Regions from separate parts of the Mus musculus genome. Here regions 1 and 3 are each linked to region 2. The links are chromatin contacts, called in public ChIA-PET and HiChIP or PLAC-seq maps. All regions are on one chromosome and are shown on one strand. The core of a region is the stretch at or near the end of the contact, and the rest is flanking DNA. Distances in the headings are between cores, read along the strand shown.

What was found. ChIA-PET counts read pairs in DNA pulled down with a chosen protein or histone mark. HiChIP or PLAC-seq counts read pairs in DNA pulled down with a chosen protein or histone mark.
Region 1: an H3K27ac HiChIP or PLAC-seq map of extraembryonic endoderm stem cells shows a contact between it and region 2. The contact joins the enhancer-like site here to the promoter of 2310009B15Rik in region 2. A contact is called at or near these places in 13 of 39 promoter capture datasets (the 3T3-L1 cell line, the C10 cell line, the HPC-7 cell line and 9 more), 1 of 484 Hi-C or Micro-C datasets (bone marrow-derived macrophages), 19 of 115 datasets of contacts at active chromatin or transcription factors (the 230-238 cell line, the NIH/3T3 cell line, T-cell acute lymphoblastic leukemia and 13 more) and 5 of 9 other capture datasets (adipose tissue, embryonic stem cells, liver and 2 more).
Region 3: an RNA polymerase II ChIA-PET map of memory CD8 T cells shows a contact between it and region 2, with 81 read pairs. The contact joins the enhancer-like site here to the promoter of 2310009B15Rik in region 2. A contact is called at or near these places in 14 of 39 promoter capture datasets (the C10 cell line, the HPC-7 cell line, HPC-7-derived erythroid cells and 9 more), 1 of 15 datasets of contacts at CTCF or cohesin (CD8 T cells), 2 of 484 Hi-C or Micro-C datasets (the G1E-ER4 cell line and bone marrow-derived macrophages), 9 of 115 datasets of contacts at active chromatin or transcription factors (CD8 T cells, the HPC-7 cell line, bone marrow-derived macrophages and 6 more) and 4 of 9 other capture datasets (adipose tissue, embryonic stem cells, liver and 1 more).

Annotation. Positions count from the first base shown.
Region 1 is chr1:139,106,276-139,109,141 of GRCm38.p6, forward strand. All of the region lies in intron 13 of Dennd1b (DENN/MADD domain containing 1B), which reads left to right. Among named protein-coding and RNA genes, the nearest start is that of Gm41960, 60 kb to the right of the region's middle. Within about 2 kb of position 1,451, at least 5 of the 459 cell types and tissues checked have an H3K27ac peak or open chromatin away from gene starts, as enhancers often do. A contact at or near this core is called in extraembryonic endoderm stem cells, where this site is marked.
Region 2 is chr1:138,855,565-138,858,340 of GRCm38.p6, forward strand. 2310009B15Rik (RIKEN cDNA 2310009B15 gene) reads right to left here and starts at 1,290. Exons shown (of 3, transcript NM_001081226.1): 1 at 1,017-1,290. The coding sequence starts at 1,253.
Region 3 is chr1:139,035,044-139,037,956 of GRCm38.p6, forward strand. All of the region lies in intron 3 of Dennd1b (DENN/MADD domain containing 1B), which reads left to right. Among named protein-coding and RNA genes, the nearest start is that of 4930596I21Rik, 59 kb to the left of the region's middle. Within about 2 kb of position 1,473, at least 48 of the 459 cell types and tissues checked have an H3K27ac peak or open chromatin away from gene starts, as enhancers often do. A contact at or near this core is called in CD8 T cells, the G1E-ER4 cell line, the HPC-7 cell line and 2 more, where this site is marked.

The DNA.
Region 1 (2,866 bases), core at 201-2,700, 250 kb after region 2:
AGGTAAAATGTTCTGCAGTCCCATCTGGAACTGAGAAGCTATTGGTACTTGATGGCTTCCAGAGGAGGGAAAATACATTTTCTTCAGGGATGGGACCTCTGAGATGTCATGTATTCTATAATAGTTGGACCTGCATCTATGCATGTGTATACTGGCAGCATTACGTGGACTTGGTGGGTTGGTGTAGGGGAGGAGGGAAGAAGGGAGGGCAAAGACTACTCATGGTAGGCTAGATAGACCTGCAACTCTGCGTACACTGACAGTACTAAGTAGACTAGGTGGGATAGAGACAGAGGCAGTAGAGGTGGGGCCCAGAGACTACCCAAGCCACTACAGTAGGCGGACCTGCACCCACACAAGCACTGGCAGTAGGACCATAAAGTGGAGTCACTGTTGGAATTTACCAACCATATCCATTCTGACCCTTAGAAGGGGTTTTGGGTCAGATTTGGAGTTGTGAGTTACAGAAGTCCTCTGGTGCTATACACAGAGTTTAATGCTCATTCTAGTGAGAGTTCAGGAGACCAGAATACTAAGAACTGTATATGGTAAAGGCCAGGCTTTTGATAATTTTGAAGGGGAAAGAGGAATTTTATTAGGAATTGCTCTATAGGCCATTCATGTTGTGTTCTGCCAAAGAAGCTGGCTTATTTTACTAATGACCCACAAATTTGAATATGACTGAGTTCAAAATGTTGTCCTCCCACTCTTTTGGAATACAAATGTTTGCTGCATACAGTTACATGTATTTAACATAATTCATAGGGACTCACAGGTAAGAGATTGCCTTGGGACATAAAGAAGACTTTGGCCTTTTGGACAAAGTTGAAACTCACAAAAAGGAGTTGCATTGACTGAAGCTCACATTGGGAGGTACAGAGAACCTAATAGGGGAAGGTAGACTAGAAGGCTGTTTGACCGCCTGTTCTCTGGCTTATGGTGGTGTCTTATAATATTATAAGACTGAAAACCCGAGGAGGGGGACCAAACTAAAGGAAATAGATCCATTGGAGACAGATGTTTTGAGTTGTAGTCTTAGCAAGGCACCAGTTGAGTTTGTGTATTAATTTCTGGCCTGGCTTTCTCTGTCCTTACACCATTCTCTCTGTCCCTCCTCCTTCCCCTGCCCCTACTCCTCTCCTTCCCTTCTCCTCTCCTTCCCCTCCCCCTCTCCTTCTCCTTTCCCTCTCATTCCTTTCCTCTCCTCCTCCCTCTGTCTCTCTTTTGTTAATGATTTTTTTTCATACAATACATTTTGATTACACTTTCTCCTTTCCCAGTCCCCCTCAGATTCTCCCCAGCGACCCAATTCTTCACTCTTTCTTTGCCTTTAAAAAACAAACAAAAGCTCCATAAAAGCACAAATTGGAAATCATAATACACAAGCAGAAGACCAATAAGACCACCCCTCAGAAAGCCCAAGCATAGTACACGAGACAAACAAATCGTTAGAACGACCACGGAGTTTGTGCTATGTTGGCTGCTGACTGCTGAGCATAGAGCCTCTGGGTAGTATATCCAGGAGACCTCCACTGATGAAAACTAACTGTTCCTTTGCAAGTGGCTATCAGTTGCAAGTTTTTTTATTAGGGGTAGGAACCTGTCTTTCAGTTCTGGGACCCCATCTAGCTTTAATCTATGTGGGCTCTGTCTATGCTGCCACAGTCTTGAGTTTCATGTGTGCATCTGGGCTTCTGTGTCCTGAAGAAATCATTTTCTTCGAGTTTCCCTCTTAACTGTGACTCATTGTTATCAGCCACCTCACATTCCTGCTGCCAGGAAGCTACACTGCCACACCTCCTTCATCACAGTGATAACCTCTCTTTGGTTAAGTTATTTCAGTCAGGTACTACGTGACGATGACATTTAAAATAAGGGGTATGGGGGATATATAGTCTCAAGTACATTAGTGTTTTGGATTTTGTTATGTGTCTATTACCTACGACACACATAGCCTCTCTCTTACCACTTTCAGTCAGTGCCTGTAGCTCTCCCTGGAAAATATCCTATTTTCTTGACATCTGTACCCTAGACTCTATTGCATCTTAGGCTACAGTGAATCCAACTTACTAGCAATTTGTCTTTACTTTTTTCTGAGACCTTGGTGCAAGCCTCAATCCAATAATTTTTCCATTCTGTATGTTTGTATAATCAACACCACATGGTTGGCACCACTCCCACTTGCCTGTGTAAGATGTATCTGGGAATCTAGGAGCCAGCCATTGGTGCAGTCATCTCTGAATACCTGCATGACTTGATCCAGCAAAACAGATCCCTAGGTGTCTCTGAGCAGGATGCCCACGCAGTAGCACTCTGTGTTCAGGCACTCGGGTTTTGTTTTGTTTTGTTTTTGCAGACATTGTCCTTTTAGATGAAAGTATAAAAAACGAATTTGGAAAAAACAAAACAAAAAAAAAAATGAAGTTGGATCCTTTAACGGGTGAAGTCTTGTCCTCTACATCCCCTTGCTATAGTCTCTGATATCTAAAGTTCTCAAAGAATAAATTTTTAAAAACTTCTGCGAAATAAGTGTTTCTGAACTCCAGTTTCTTTCACTCATATATTCATTGATTCATTGACTATTTATTCTTCCAGTGTCAGTAGTTATGATGCTGGCTCTGGTAACGTGAATACAGTAGATACATCTTTAACAGGATTGTCTTTTTATTTTTTTTATTTTTTTTTTGCTTTCGTTTGTTTTGTTGCACCCTTAAATGAAGTTTTTATGGGAGTAGTAAGTATGGTCTACTTCATTTACCCAGAGATTATTTGTGTAAACCCATCCAGTTTGTATGCGTAAGATTCAGAAATCTTCTATAGCTCTTTCTGTCAAAAATCACTGTAAAGTCTGTAATACCATTTTTGA
Region 2 (2,776 bases), core at 40-2,539:
TTGAAAAATGATAAGACTTCTGGGTTTTACAAACCATATTTGTATGGTGACTTGTGGAAACAAACTGCATGTGTTTGTTATACTTAAAATAAGAGCACAAGCAAGAACGGTCAAAGGCTGTCAATAATTTTTCGATAAATCTTTATTCACTTGCAACACATGAAGGGGTTAGACAGTGGATTTTTGGGACATACTACTCCCAAGGCTGAGTGTCAACTTTAGGAAACGTTCAAGGTTTGCCTCTGCCTGTGTCTCAAGCCAAACCAAATAAGTGGTCTTATCAAGTACTAGCCAAACACAGAGCTTAATACACAGATTTATTACAAGTCACTCTTACATCATTATAAAACTTAAAATATAAATAATGCTATCTTCAAACTATTGTATTCTAAAGTGTCAGGAAACTGAAGGGAGATAAGGTTAGATATTGGTGGTGACAAGCAATTGTCAAATCCATAAACCAGAAGAAAAGGTGATTTAAGAATGCCTAAGGAAAAATGCAAACTTGCCTGATTATAATTTCTTTCGCTCACTTGGACTGGAGGCAAAGGATGAGAGGACACGGGGCAAAAATGTAAAGCGTCTGTCTTATGTTTGCATTACTAAAGTCACTGGATGGCAGGCTGCTCGAGTTATCACGCACAGGCAACATGTCTGTACTACATACGTTCCCTGTAAGAGCTCAGTCCTACCCTCAGTTCCTCAGCACCCATTTCCCCCACACAACACACTCACACGCTGGAGGGCGCGCACACACACAAACCGAGACAAGCCTTTAGCTGGGACGCAGATCAAAAACCGAGCCTCGCGAGCCTCCCATCTCAGGGCAGACACCTCTCTGTCCGGAACGCAAAAGTGCGACCGGGTTTCTCGCAGGACCCTCTGAGCGGACGCCCCAGGCCGACCCGCCCCAGGCCGGAGGTCCAACACCTCCCGGCCGGGCCGCCTCGGGGTCGGGTGGCCGGGCGCGCGCAGGCGCAGAGGCCGCGCGCGGGGCAGGCTGGAGCGGGCCTCACCGCGCAGGCGGCCCGGTGCAGCTCGACGATGTGCCTCTCCGCTGCAGTTAACTCTCGGCTCGCTGGATGCCTTGGTTCTCCTTCGGGCGTTCCCCACGAGTCGGCCGCGGAGCCGCCGCGGGCTCCTTCGGAAGTCGAACCGAGGGTTGAGTTGAGCTGCTGTCGGAAACCTTCGGCCCGAGGCGGTGGCCTCCCAAGCGATACCCTCGCCAGCGTCCAGATCCCCTGGGCGGCCATGGCGCCGGCGCGGTGGGAGGCGGGGCCGGAGGTGGGGCGTGGGCAGGGGAGGCGGGGTCGGTCTAGGGGCGGGGCGAAGAGGGGAGGCGGAGCACTGTTCAGTGTAGACTGGGCTGCCTCTCAGTCTTCAGCTCCCTCCATCTGGGTCCTCTGCAAAGAAAATTATGCATATGAAGACTGGAAGAAGGTGCCTTCTTTACTCTTAAAGTCGCTACTATTTTTTTCTCAGATAAAGGACGAGCATTTTCATTTCCTATCAAGCTAGATCGTATTCTGCATAATCATACTTGTTTAAAAAAATAATAAGAAGGAAAGCACCTTCAGCCCATATAGAAAAGGCTGCGTATTTGCTGGTCATGTGTGACAGGAATGAAGCTGGAATCACAAGCTTGGTGATATGGTTCATTGGCTCACTCTAGAATGAAAATCAAGGAAAAGTCTCACACAAAGAGTGTAGTGAAGTTTTCACAAAACCAAACCTAAAATCCTGTCTGAGAAAGTGACACCCATACTCCTACAAAATTTAGGGAAATTAGCACGATCCCAAGAAACAATTTTATGTGTTCATTAAATTAACAGCACCCCCAGCCTTGGATGCCATAGCCTGAATTTCAAGAGTAGGCAGTGTTATTGAGTAGTTAGTGCTCTTTGGTGTAAAGAGCTATTGGCAGGAGTGAATCCTTAGCAAGAGTGGGTTAGTTGGACAGGAGAAAGTTGTCAAAGCCACCAAAGACAATTCAATTCCTTTTTACACTGATTTACCCTGCAACTCCGAAACCACAATTTGATGGTTTTGGGTTGTTGTTTTTTTTTTTTTTTTAAAGATTTATTTATTATTTTATGTAAGTACACTGTAGCTGTCTTCAGACACACCAGAAGAGGGAGTCAGATCTTGTTACGGATGGTTGTGAGCCACCATGTGGTTGCTGGGATTTGAACTCTGGACCTTCGGAAGAGCAGTCGGGTGCTCTTACCCACTGAGCCATCTCACCAGCCCTGTTTTTTTTTTTTTTAAGATTTATGTATTTATTTATTTTATGTATGTGAGTACACTGTTGTTCTCTTCAGACACACCACAAGAGGGCACTGGGTTCCATTTTAGATGGTTGTGAGCCACCACGTGGTTGCTGGGAATTGAACTCAGCACCTCTAGAAGTGCTCTTAACCACTAAGCCATCTGTCCAGCCCCCGATTTGATGTCCTTAATCACAGATGGAAACAACTCTATTGGTATATTGTAAAACTCAGTGAATTAATAAATTTGAATCCTGTGTTTAAATGTTCCTTTACATTGGAGTAGTATATTTGCCATTTGAAGACTACCTGATGTTCTGAGGGACTTTAAGGAAATCTGGAAAGATGGGACCAAAGTTAAATTCACCCAACATGATTATCATTAAACTTGAGAATTTAAGCATAGGTCATGTTCCTGTTCGCCCCCAACCAACACCACAAAATTAGATTTATGGGCTTCAGAGGTGGAGACATGAGGATTATGTTTGTGGCCAGCCTGAGCTACCTAC
Region 3 (2,913 bases), core at 223-2,722, 180 kb after region 2:
GAATTAGATCAATCTGAAGTGACAGGAGACTGCAGAGATGTCACTGTCTATGACACACACACACACACACAGACATACACACACACACACACACACACACAGACACTCACACACACACACACACACACACACACACACACACACACACACACAATCTGTTCTAGTTTGCTTTCCATTGTAATTTGGGGAGGAATGGCTTTATTTTATCTTATAGCATGCAGTCCTTCATAAAGGTACATCAGGACAGCAGCAGCAACCTGGAGGTGCATCGAAACAGGAACCACTCAGGAGTGCTGCTCATCGGCTCCCTCGCTTGCCTTATTTAGCCCAGATCCACCTCCCTGCCCCTGGGTGGCACTATGAACAGTGGACTGATTCTTCCCTTCTCAGTCGTTAATGGAGAAAACATCCCACAGACTTGTCTACAGGCCAAGCTTATAGAGGCATTTTCTCAGTTCTGGTTCCCTTTTCCAGTTGTCCTGAGTTTGTGTCAAGTTGACACAATCTTACCAGCATGTCTCTTCTCAATACATTCCACACATCTCCTCACTGACTGCATCTGCCTCATGGACGTACTGAAGTCTCATAATGATGATTTATTGCGAAGTCAATTAGGCTAATAATCTAAACTATATTAATATAAAAACACACAGATCTGTCACTTAAGGATGGGTAAAGATGAGTTTTATTTCTAACTAAAAACACAAAACAATATCTGATCAGGCTTAGTCTGTTTTTGCCCCTAGTCTCTCAAGTTTTCAATAGACTCTGAGTTTAAAACATTTCTTAAAGGATATGATATTTAAACCAGCTCACTGTCATTTTCTATACCCTCTCTGGCAATAAGGTGTGTCCCTGATTCAGTCACCACATGTTGTGTGCCTGTCTTCCCTTAGAAGATGGGGTGTGGAATGTGTCTGGCAGTCTCCCTGGCACTTTCCTCAGATGCCCTGTCACATCTCAGTGCTCATTGTGGGTCTCTAGCTCAGTTCTCTTACTCAAAGTTCTGTGGCTGAGCTGTAGGTTATTTTATTGTTGTTGTAGAGTTTATAGACCCCTCTTATAAAGTACAGTTAGATAGAATGATTGTTATTACTACATATTTACTTGAAATTATATTCAAATATTATCTTTAGAAAACCATGCCCTTTTTTGAAAACTTTGAATTAAAATTGCCAAATAGAACTTATTTTGTTGTAAAAGTGATTTTGGACATTTTTTTCCATAAATTACAATTATGGATATTGAGAAATATCCTCATATAATAGTATTTATGTTTATATTAAGAACTTTAATGCAAATTTATTATTTGATACTGTTATTGTGCAGAGCCTTACAAACATAAGTTTACTGAAATTTCCTGTGTGACGATCATTTGAAAGCTAGTGAGACTGAATTCTGGTGCTTCCATGCATGTCTGTGGCAAGGCTGGTAGGTAACCACTTCCTTCCATGGTTAGTTCAGGAAGGGGTTGTTGGTCTAGTAAGCTCTAGAAAAGTGAGTGTAGAGAAGTTTTTTCCTCTGGATGCTGGACACTGCTGCTGTGTCCTTGTGAGATGTACTGAAAGCTCATGGCTCATTCTACAAGCACATGGAAAGGACCAAAGCCAGTGTGCTTAGTAGAGTAAACCAGGAGAGAAGATTCCTGGTTCCTGGAGGGTGCTGTTGAGTTAAACAGTGCCTAGATAACCTGCCTTGTCTCTCTGCTCTGTGTGTTCAGCTGTTTGCTGTTATGTACCCTGTTGAACAGTGTTCTAGGATCAATTACAGTTTTAATCGGAGGAGCAGTGATTTCCACAGGAAGCCTTCAGGATTGGGCATTCTGACCCCCAGAAGAGGGGACCCAGGCACTCCAACCTGCAGCCTACCCAGTTGTGGGTGTTTCTGTCCTAGCTGAATGAAGTCTCAGAAGTGGCGGTTTGGAGGTTAACTATGGGGAGCAGGCATTGACTTAGTGGTTTTGGTGAATGATTGGTTATGTACGGGAGAGAGGAGGGGTCTAAATGATGCCACACTATTGGTTTGGGTATGTTTAGAGAGGATTCTATCACTGTCTATTTCAAGGGCTGTAACTCAGACAATTTCAACCTTAAAGAGTATAAATGTGAGAGGTTGGACTATTAAGAAAGTGATGTGTGAAAGAATATATGAATAATTGTAGACTTCATAAAAATGCCTAAGCTGTATGAAGTCATTTGTGTAGATCAGATTTGTTATGCAGAACAGGAAAAAGGGGAGTACGGAACTTCAGAGAGCACTACCGTTTGTTCCTGAGGAAGTGGTGGGGAAGTGGAAGTAGGTTACAGAAATGGTGACTTTCACCTTACAGCCTGTCCAAAGCAGATCTAGGGCTTCGTCGTGGACTTTAGAATATTTAAGAAACAGTAGTTTCTTAGCTGCTGTTTGAGCTTAGACTCTGCAGGGCAGCTTCCCTGGTGAGCAGACTGTCCATCTAACAGGGTGTTTTCTCTTTCACAGCAGTGGCTTCTTTACAAAGCTACAAGTGAGCTACATACTCAGTAAAGAAGTTTCCATGAATTATTTCCAATCACTAATATGATAGCTAGCTGTCTTATTTTGGAACTTGTACAGAATATCCATTATTGCCCGTGGTACTTTCCTCTGGATAATTTCGTATTCTAGTTCATTCTTTGGGTTATTTTTGTTTTTATCTTTGACATATGTTAGCAATTATCTTTATGTGAGAATAATATATTTTTATTAAAAATATTCTGAAACTAAACTTTTTCTTGGTTAATAAAATTTCTGTAGAAATAAAAATTTTCAGTAGCACAGGAAATGTATTTCGTGTTTATGGTGAGTAGTATGGCAAACCTATGAATACATATCTAGAAGTAACTCTATGTGAGTGTGTGTGTGTGTGTGTGTGTGTGTGTGTGTGTGTGTGTATGT